Linked DNA regions of Mus musculus: region 2 is linked to region 1. The links are chromatin contacts, called in public Hi-C maps. All regions are on one chromosome and are shown on one strand. Each heading gives the region's core, a stretch centred on a gene start, on an enhancer-like site or on the middle of the called end of the contact. The rest is flanking DNA. Distances are from core to core; before and after follow the strand shown. Region 1 overlaps Hecw1 (HECT, C2 and WW domain containing E3 ubiquitin protein ligase 1). Region 2 holds the start of Hecw1 (HECT, C2 and WW domain containing E3 ubiquitin protein ligase 1).

Region 1 (5,282 bases), core at 736-3,235:
TGTAAACAAACTGAAAGAGAAAAATCACATCATCTCATTAGATGATGCTGAAAGGGTTCAAATCCCCATAGGAAGAACAAAGTCAACCAAGCAGACTCCCCTAGAGCTCCCAGGGACTAAACTATGAACCAAAGAGTACACATGGATGGACCCATGGCTCCAGCTGCATATGTAGCAGAGGATGGCCTTATCTGGTATTAAGGGGAGGGGAGAGCCTTGGTCCTGCAGAGGATTGATGGGAGTAGGTGGGTGAAGGCGCTCCTTCATAGAAGCAGAGGGGAGGGGATATTGGATAGGGGATTCACGGAGGGTAACCCAGGAAGGGGGATAACATTTGAAATGTAAATAAATAAAATAACCAATAATATATATGTATATATATAGTGACAAAATCTAACACCCCTTCATGTTAAAAGTCTTGGAGAGATCAGGGATTCAAGGCACATAGCTAAACATAATAAAAGCAATATGCCACAAGCCAATAGCCAACATCAAATTAAATGGAGAGATACATAAAGCAATTACAATAAAAGAAGGGACAAGAAAAGAATGTCCACTCTCTCCCTATAAATTCAATATAGTTCTTGAACTTCTAGCTAAAGCAATAAGACACCAAAAGTAGAATGATGGAATGCAAATTGGAAAGGAAGAAGCGGAGGCATCACTATTCTCAGATGATAGGATAGTATATACATAAGCAACCTTCAAAATTCTACCAAAGAACTCCTACAGCTGATAAATAACTTCAGTAAAGTGGCAAGACATAAAATTAACTCAAATGAATCAGTAGCCCTCCTTTAGTAATAAACTGGCAGAGAAGGGAAACATCATCGTCCACGATAGCCACAAATAATATAAAATATCTTGATGTAACTCTAACCAAACCAGTAAAAGATCTGTGCACAAGAACCTCAAATCCCTGAAGAAAGAAACCGAAGAAAATACAGGAAGATGGAACGATCTCCCATGCTCACGGATAGGTAGGATTAAAAGAGTGAAAATGACCATCTTACCAAAAGCATTCTACAGATTCAGTGCAATTCCCATCAAAATTCTTACACAATTTTTTACAAGCCTTGAAAGAGCAATTTTTCAAACTCATATGGAAAAACAAAAAGCCCAGGATAGCCAAAAACAATCCTAAACAATGAAAGAACCTCTAGAGGAATCACCATTCCTGATGTAGTACCCCAAGCTATACTATAAACCATATAGAGCAATAGTCCCCAGGCCTGCATGGAAGCCAGAGCCATCTGGTTCTCAGGCTCTTGGGCACCCTGGCACTGCTGAATACTGCAGAAGAGCTGAGAATGGAGTGGGGGCCCCATAGGCTGAATCTAGCCCAGGGCTGAGGGGGAAGAGAGGGGAAAGCTCCATCTGGGCCCTTGGCTTGACTTGGTGGAAGCCGTGGCTGGGAGCACTGAGAGACCTTCTGCAGGAGATTAGGTGGTCGGCTTTTTAGGTGAAGGCCTGTTCCATTGCTCCCCACAGTGAATCTCAATGAAAAGAGGCAGTCCATGGTTTAAAGACATTTATGGTCATGGCAGAAAGTAGATGAATAAAACTATAGCCCAGTTCTCAGGGGCGAGCCTGGGGTTAAATACCCTTTGCAGGGAGGAGTGTCTGGGAAAGGAAATTTGTTGGCTAAGTCTCCAGGCCTTTAGGTACCTCATTAAAATGGAGATCTGTCTTGAGGCTATGTGACCACGTCCTCTACCTGTGGAGGGGGCTTGTGGAAGGGCCTTTCATTGATGGAAGGACATATCTATGAAGTGCTGAGGCCTCATGTCAGGAACCTAGTGTCCAGGAGCATGGCAAAATGCCTGCCATCCCTCAAGATCACCAGGGTTTCCAGCCTGTGCTGGACCAAGAACTATGCTGCCTTTCACAGTAAATAATAACCCCACGGCTCTCCCAGCCCTGCACCTCACCCAGGCAACACAACAGAGCCGGCCCAACTGGTATGAGCCCAGGTGAGTGGGTCCCAAGTGCATGAGAGCAGGTGAGCTGGCTCTGTTCCTTGCCAACCATAGCACTGGGTGAACTAACCCTGGCACTGCTGGAGAGCTCTCCCTGATGGTGTGAGTGCAAGCGAGTTGGCAGGCTGACAGCTAGCTCAGCTACCACCCAGGCCTGGATCCAGGGCTTTGAGTTGGTTTATCCAGCATCTACCCCATCTGTGCCTCTGTGAACTGCTGGAACAAGGGAAAGAGTGGGTCCTACAGATCCAGAGCTGCAGGATCTCCATGACACAGGGACATATCAAGAGGAGTCCTGGAGAGGATCCAGTATTGACAGCGTAGCAGAACCAGAGGCCTCAAATCAGATCAAGGATTCATTGCAACCAATATTTGCCAATAAAGATGTGTAAGCAGAAGGGTGTACTGTGGAGACACACTGAGACACACTACAACTTCCACAACGAGATTTTTTTTTTCGATTGAGGGAAGAGGTTTCAAGGATGGAGAAACGATATGAAGCAATGGGGAGATGAGTGGGAGTGGGGTTCATGATGTGAAATTCACAAAGAATCAATAAAGCACTAAATAAAAAACACAATCCTATACTCTCACCAACCAAGGGTGAGAAAAGAGACTCAGGAATGTAGAAATGACTTGATATTGCTGAGAGGAGACTAGTCAAGACGCACACCTCCAAGTCAGAATGCTTTTTCCAAAGGATAACGATTTCAGCAAATTCAAAGTTACAAATACTATTTATTTTAATAAAATATCCATTAGTGAAGCACACTATTTCTTTTAAAGGGAAGTCCCTGTCTGCAAAATCTTGTGTTTTTGTCCCCCCTTTGGTGTAAGAAATATAAAAGGAGTCACTATTTGGTACACTATTTGATACACTATTACTGTATTCTAGCTCTGAATCAACTATGACAATTGAAAGTTGCTGCCTATGCAGCAGGTCAGTTAACCTGAGCTCCTCACATGTGCGTTGATTTCTATGCCCAAAGTTCTGAGATGCCATGACTAGTGAGTGGACTTTCCTGAGTGCAGAAACAGCAGGCCTAAATGGTTTTTTTTCCCCTGAAGAATTATTTTACAAGAAATCTATTCTTTTTGTTCTAACTTAACAAGAAATGGATAATATATTTTAACTCTGTCTAACAGACTAGAAAAGAGATTTGCTTGGGGCCAAAGAAGAGGGACCCTGACGTGAAAGAGAAATTGGGGGATGCACAAACATTGTCCAGTGGAGTACTATGTCCCTTTAGCTCCCTGCCAAAGAATCCAATCCTTGTCCTACACCTGTCCATTATTCTATAAGGCACGTACAAGCAGTGCATTTACATGATTAAAACATGGATCTCTATGATGTGCACCTGGTGGGCAACCATCATCATAGGTTCCTCTATGTGTGGGGACCATGTCTTAGAACTGAGAACACATAAGCCCTTTGTACAAATAATGCCACGGGTGGTGATTATAACAATTTCAAATGGCATCCTGATTTGTATGACCAGCTGGAAGCCTCTGCGGTTATTATCTAACCAAAGAGCTAAAGGCATCACTGCAACTCTCTCATCCTTCTGAAGAGTCATGGATTTATACTCTATCCATGGTCACAGTGCAACTTTATCGGGTAAATTTGAAGAGTCTGCCTTATTGTTATTTAGTTTTCCTTTGATGCAGTTTAAGGCATATTAGTTACTTTTCTTGTTGTTGTGAGAAAATACCTGGCAAAAGCAGTAAGAATATTTCTGGCTGAAAATTTAAAGGGCTAAAGACTGTTATGTACAGGAAGGTGTGGCAGTGGGATCTTGAGGTAATTATGGTTGTAAGACTGTGAGGGAGCTGCTCACAGTGGTCAGAAAACAGAAAAAAAATGAGTGAACGCTGATGCTCTTGTTTTCAGATTTTTCTCCTTTTTATTTGGTCCAAAACTCCAGCTCATAGGAAAGTGCTGCCATGGTCACTCTTCCCTCCCCACTGCCAGCCACAGCTAAACCTCTCTGGAAATACTCTCAAAGGCACGCTTGGAAATGTCTTCACCAGATGACTTTCCATCTACTGGAGAATGAATATAAACTACCTCACATCTGTTTTCTGAACAAAATATTGGTTACTTTACTTTTTTTTTATCTTTTACTGGATATTTTCTTCATTTACATTTCAAATGTTATACCCTTTCCTGTTTTCCCCTTGTCTTAGTCAGGGTTTCTATTCCTGCACAAACATCATAACCAAGAAGCAAGTTGGGGAGGAAAGGGTTTATTCAGCTTACACTTCCATACTGCTGTTCATCACCAAGGAAGTAAGGACTGGAACTCAAGCAGGTCAGAAAGCAGGAGCTGATGCAGAGGCCATGGAGGGATGTTCTTTACTGTCTTGCTTCCCCTGGCTTGCTCAGCCTGCTCTCTTATTGAAACAAGATTACCAGCCCAGAGATGGTCCCACCCACAAGGGGCCTTTCCCCCTTGATCACTAATTGAGAAAATGCCTTACAGTTGGATCTCATGAAGGCATTTCCTCAACTGAAACTCCTTTCTCTGTGATAAATCCAGCTGTGTTAAGTTGACACAAAACTAGCCAGTACACCCCTATCGAAAGCCCCTATCCTATCCCCACCCCTTCCTGCCTCTCTGCCTTATCATTCCCCTATAATGGGGCATCAAGCCTTCACAGGACCAAGGTCCTCTACTCCCATCGATGCCTGACAAGGTCACCCTCTGCTACCTATGAGGCTAAAGCCATAGGTCTCTCCATGTGTCCTCTTTGGTTGTTGGTTTAGTCCCTGGGAGCTCTGGAGAGTCTGGTTGGTTGATATTTTTGTTCTTTCTATAGGATGGAAAACCCCTTCAGCTCCTTCAGTCCTTTTTCTAACTCCTCCATCAGGAACCCAGTGCTCAGTCCAATGTTTGACAGTGAGCATCTGCCTCTGTATTTTCAGGCTCTGGGAGAGTCTCTCAGGCAACAGCTATATCAGGCTCCTGTCAGCAAGCACTTCTTGGTGTCTGGGTTTGGCAACTGTACATGGGATGGATTCCCAGGTGGGGCAGTCTCTGGATGGTCTTTCCTTCAGTCTCTTCTCCTCACTTTGTCTCCGTATTTCCTCCCATGAGTATTTTGTTTCACATTCTAAGGACTGAAGCATCCACACTTTGGTCTTCCTTCTTCTTGAGCTTCATGTGGTTTGTGAATTGTATCTTGGATATTCCATGCTTTTGAGCTAATATCCACTTATCAGTGAGTGCATATCATGTGTGTTCTTTTGTGATTGCATTATCTCACTCAGGATGATATTATCTAGTTCCATCCATTTGCCTA
Region 2 (5,282 bases), core at 1,101-3,600, 160 kb before region 1:
GAACGGCTAAAGATGATGACCTAGAGCTATAGAAATGTTCTGTCCTGCATCACCTTTTCCTTTTCATAGAAAACAAAGATACTGACTCTGGCTATTTGTTCTACCTGTTAAGCTGTGATGCTATCCCTGTACTCGCAGATAAGTGTAGCTCTCACCAGTTATCAAATGAGCTTCTTTTCCAGAGTTCATTACTAGAGTCACACCTAGTCAAAATGCACAGCAGATCTGGACTGTGGGCTGCCCCGCCTCAGTTGTATCTACAACACAAGCTACATCTGAGGCTCAGGGAACACCAGGGAAGAAAATGTAGAAAGATTGTAGGAATAGGGAGACCAGGAAATCAATCCACTGCAAGATAGTGTTTTCTAAAGATGGCCAGGAAGCCACACACATGACGTTTAACAATGTGGCTGCTTAAATAAGACCCCAAAAATGACAGGACCAGGTGACAAGCTAACATAGGTGGGGATATTGTGCAGTAAACCAACACTAGATGAAGATGAAGAGCTACAGGCAATTAAAGGCTGCTGAAAGAATGAATCCTTTCCAGGGATGAACCCCTAAATGAGTATCCAGTCCCAGTAAAACACACTAGTAACACTAAACAGACTGAGTGCGTGTGATAAAGAAATTTCAAGGAAATAGGAGGTATGAATGAGAGGGGTTGGAGGGAAAGGAGGTGGGTGATATAATTATATTTTAATTAATTAAAAATTCTAAAATTACAAAAGGTGTGAAACTTGTGCCCTTTTCCTTTGGTAGAAAAAGAAATAGAAAAGAAGAAAGTGCCTAGAGGAAAATAAAGCATACCTCAGGATTGTTGCACCAACACACTGAGAGATGCTGACTTATCAAGCTATCCTCATGACATAACAGGAAGAAAATCTCTTTGAGCCAAATAGATGCAGCAACACTGAAAATCAGACTGAACAACTTAACAATTAATTGAGGTGAATAAGCATTCTTTGTGGCAGTTTGTTGGAATTGTGTCTTCAGAAATCTTTAATATTAGTTTATACAAGAGACTTTTGTTGATTTACTTGTTTTTCTTCCAAATTTCTGGTTGGTATTATCATTTGGTTGATTCTGGTGTTTATTGTTGCACCTCAGCCAAGTCCATTCTTGGAGGTTTTCTTCATACCAAAGCTCATCTGTCAAATCTGGTGAAATGTGTGCTCAGGGTTCTGTGTGGCTTTTGAGATATGGTTTGAAAAACAGACAGCGTTGAACTCATCTGGTGGGAAAATCAGATTCCTGCCAGACAGAGGGAAATGTCCATTGAGAAATCACTGGGCACCTGAAGTGACGAGCGCAGGCTGGAAGGGAGGTGCTCCCGGGGGAGGGAGGAGGGTGGGAATTGAGGCTTCACTTGGTTTCCCGTGGTTTCCTCTTCTGTAAAGTTCTGCTGCAAGAGTGTAATCAGTGGCAAGAGGTGGGTCAACAAGAAGAACACCAGTGAGAAGCCATCTGTCTTATTGTTATAAATGGAGATATATCCAATCAGCTCTTCAAGAAAAGGTTCTGGAGCTAGAGGTATTACCAGGGTGACTAAGAGGAATTACCAGGCATTACTAAGTATAGTAAGAATACTAGGGTGTTCCCTGGGTAAGGGAAAAGGTACACCTCTAAGATGTGAAAAATAGTTTGCCTGGGGAGTGCCGGGCAGGAAAATAGGTAGAAATAAAAAGGCATTGTAAAAAACACAGAGTTGCGGATTATGGGGGTTGTGTGCTCAGAACCTTCGCACTTTGTGAACGTAGCAAGCCCAAATTAGACCAAATCAGTGGCCAGCATTTCACTTTCTTTTGCATCTTGGTCGGCTGGTCAAATAAAGATTTGCATTTTTCCTACTTCCATTTTACTATTTTGACAATGTGTACTGCTTAATACTAAACCTGCTTGGAAAGCTAAGCTTATCAACAATAGATACCTAGGGCGATTTACAAGCATGGCATTTGTGATCATAACGTTGTTTTGGGGGAACTTGCTGCGAAAATACTGGAGGATGCTGTGCAATGTATCTGCATCTGTGAAATGGACAAGTAAGGAAATTGAGGTGAGAACACCTGACACAGTGTACCTACCTAGAAGGTACTCATCCTTTCTGAACACAACATTTGCATGTACACAAAGGAACTGATGAACCGTGGCTGGTTCCAGATAAGCCTCGCGGACGCGTGCTAAGTGTTGGAAGGATAGGGCCTATAGTAACAAGAATATATATATATATATATATATATATATATATATATATATATACATATATACATACATATATATATATATATATACTAAAGGGGTGAGGAGGAGGGTGCGGGTGCGTGAGGCTGCAGGGCGGAGCACAGCCACAGAGAGCAAGCCTGGCTCCTGGTTGGTTCTCAAGTCTGGTTCCCACAGAGGAGCAGGCAGGAAGGGAGGGGATGCGGGAGGAAGGATAAAGCAATAAAGTGTGCTGCGTTGCCACGCACTGGGAGTCCTTGTTTGAGCCGCAACACCACGAGCCTCTGACCCAGAGGACCCCCTCCTGGCTCGCACAGGTTCACCAGTCGAGAGCTGCTCCAGCCGTGACGGTGGCTCTGACAATAGTTGGCTCAGGATACGAAGCAGCCAGAGCAAGGCAAAAGACGCTGATCGCCCAGGACTAGCAAACCAGGTCCTCAATGCCTGGCACCTATGCAAGCCACGTGCGACCCCCGGTTCTAACCTGCGTGCGGACCGGAGCATGATCTGTGCCCAGTTGGAGGCTGCCAAGGTAAGCAGACGCCACGCTCAGACCATCAGCCTCTCCTTCCCTGCCCTCTCCCCACCCCCTTTCTGGGGCGGCTTCCTCACCCTTGCGAAGCCCCTGCAGCGCACTGCCTCCAGAGAGCCGGGATCCACCCTTTTACCCACCCTCTCTTCTCCCGCGAGGTTCAATTGTTGACTTGGGGCGGGTCGCCGCCCAAGCCGGGCTGGCATCCCAAGGCTTGGGTACAGCCGGCAGATAGGGGCCCGAAGAGAAACAAAGAAGCCCCCAAACGGGTTCGCAGCGCCTCCTCCGCCCCTGGGCGCCCTCCCAGTGGCTAAGAGATGGCAGAGGAGGGGGCGGAGAGACCTACGTAATCCCCCTTTCCAGCCCACACCCACTCCTTGTGAACCAAGGCTTTTAGACAATTGTATCCCATGGTTTCTGCTCGAACTCTCTGTGCTCACTCAAAGGCTCCTGCAGCCGGCCGCCAGGTGCAGTCTACTGGGTGGTGACTGGATGGGAAGATGATCGGTGTGGGTGTTCCCCAGGCGACTCCCTATCTCTGGCCCGTTGTGCCTCTCATCTGGGCCTGCCACCTGAGTTTCAGCGGGAGCAGCTGGTCCTTTTGCCTACCCTACTGTTACCTGCACATAGGAAGAGAAAGGGGCGGAGGTTGGGGGCAGGCAAGGGGGCGCTGGGAAAGCCGCATCCGGTCCATTTTTGGCCGGAGATTCGACACATTCTCCCTACTTTACCAGGCCATGACAATGCAGCAAAATCCTAGAGCTCAAAGTGGCCCTCCATCCTCCACTCCAGGGCTTTCTGACAGCCTTGCAGCCTCAATTTCCCAGGCACTGGACTAATTTTGGGAGTGTGGATGTGTGGTCTGTTCATCTTGCGCACAGAGGCTGGACAGGGTAACTTCTTCCCTGCCAAATTCAGAACATGGGGGTAGGGAGGGGGTGTGGGGAGCTGGCAGAAAAACAGGCTGCAGAGATGTCCCAGCTTGCTGTGGTTCTGTCCACAGCTAGCCTCAGTCTGCATTGAGCTAACAGAAGATAGCATGCCGGGATATTCCTAGCTACTGAAGACATTTTTTTTTTTTTTGACGTTGCTGTAGTTTTTTAGGCTTACTTCTGGGATCTGCAGCAGTGGGAGTCTCCCTTGTTTTCCTTCTTTCTTTGAAAAGATAACTATGCTGTATTCAGCAGAAGTGGAGACTGGAAGAACAATATAGTTCAAAGATAAGGGGTGGCTTCTCTTTTCCTGGAATTTAAAAGGCGGTTTAGGAGGGTAGGTGCCTACCTGAAAAGACCAGCTTTAAAAGACCCCAGCGGTGCTGTTCCAAAGCTTCTCAAAGCAGGTGGCCAGATCTGCAGTTTCTCAACAGTGGGACTCTCCGGCTGTGGCTATCACGGTAATTCACTCTAGCGTGGGGATTCATTTTGAAAATGTGTTTTCCACTAAGAAGGGATTACAATCCACATGCCTACTCTAATATGAATGTGTGTGTGTGTGTGTTTGTAAAGACGTAGCTTGTGGCAGTTTTCCCTGTTGTCTGATCCCTCAGCTTGCTACCTCCTCTGGAATGTGGCACTGGTGAAGTGAAGAACTATTTTAAGTCCTAGACCAACAGGCAAATCGGGTCCGGAGGATTTCTTTTAAAAAAAATAGGTTCTGGTAGATCCACACTAGGATCCTGGTCTAGTGCAATTGGTTTCTTTGCAGAATGACAGATCTCTTTTTGTGGGGGGACAGATTTTCACGAAGACAGTTGCCTAAATTTATTCAGATTGTGACATTATTGACATGGTTCAGGAGGCCACATCCTGAGTTGGAGCAGCATATCATGCAGAGGGAATGCAGCTGCTGTTGTTCATGGATATGACAGCATCATCCACCTCTTCCTCCTTCACACTTTGCCTTTTAAAGATGAGCCTAGTGAGGCTTGGCCTTCCAGCTCTAGATAGGACTCTTAATGAACAAATACTTAACGGGCAAATGTAATCATTAGAAAAAACCTCTTAGTCTCAATCCCCAAGTGTAAAATGAGTTGGTCCAGTTAAGTCTACAGTTCCCTCTAGTTCTAGCTTTCTTTGCTAAGTGATTAAGGAGGCAAGAAAAGTTAGCCAGTTCAGGAAAGACAATTATACTCAAATAATGGAAGCAAACCACGGTTTTATTATAGACCTTATAATGTTTATTTCTTAAAAAAATTTTTAAGCTCCAACTTCAGCACTTCTCCTATAAGTGAAATGAACTGATGATTTAAAACAGATCAATTTTAGTCCACTAAAGAAAGAGGCTTCCCGGGGAGGGGAGCCGCGGAGCAGTGGAGACCGTGGAGTGCATTGTGTAACAGGTTCTCTTACTTTCAGCTTTAATTGCTCACTGATAATTGAGAATTAGTGTTTCCAGCTACTGAATTCTGTTTGCTTATTTCTAATGAAAGAGCACAGGTAGGAATTTTGTCCAGTGCAGTAATTAGCAATAGCATCAGGTTTACTGTCTCTGTCAGTGTTTGGTATTGCTCATAATGCTCACATGCTCACAT

What was found. A called contact is a pair of places that touch in the nucleus more often than the background predicts.
Region 2: a contact with region 1 is called in a Hi-C map of cerebral cortex, with 3 times the contacts expected there. The contact joins the promoter of Hecw1 here to the enhancer-like site in region 1. A contact is called at or near these places in 5 of 39 promoter capture datasets (the 3T3-L1 cell line, 3T3-L1-derived adipocytes, embryonic stem cells and 2 more), 3 of 484 Hi-C or Micro-C datasets (cerebral cortex and cortical neurons), 1 of 115 datasets of contacts at active chromatin or transcription factors (neural progenitor cells) and 2 of 9 other capture datasets (adipose tissue and liver).

Annotation. Positions count from the first base shown.
Region 1 is chr13:14,362,579-14,367,860 of GRCm38.p6, reverse strand. The region is part of intron 4 of Hecw1 (HECT, C2 and WW domain containing E3 ubiquitin protein ligase 1); the gene reads left to right. Among named protein-coding and RNA genes, the nearest start is that of Gm30893, 160 kb to the left of the region's middle. Within about 2 kb of position 1,985, at least 10 of the 459 cell types and tissues checked have an H3K27ac peak or open chromatin away from gene starts, as enhancers often do. A contact at or near this core is called in cerebral cortex and hippocampal neurons, where this site is marked.
Region 2 is chr13:14,520,294-14,525,575 of GRCm38.p6, reverse strand. Hecw1 (HECT, C2 and WW domain containing E3 ubiquitin protein ligase 1) reads left to right here and starts at 2,350. Exons shown (of 29, transcript NM_001081348.3): 1 at 2,350-2,752. Gm30893 (a long non-coding RNA gene) reads right to left here and starts at 2,981. Exons shown (of 2, transcript XR_382090.4): 1 at 2,893-2,981; 2 at 1,076-2,027.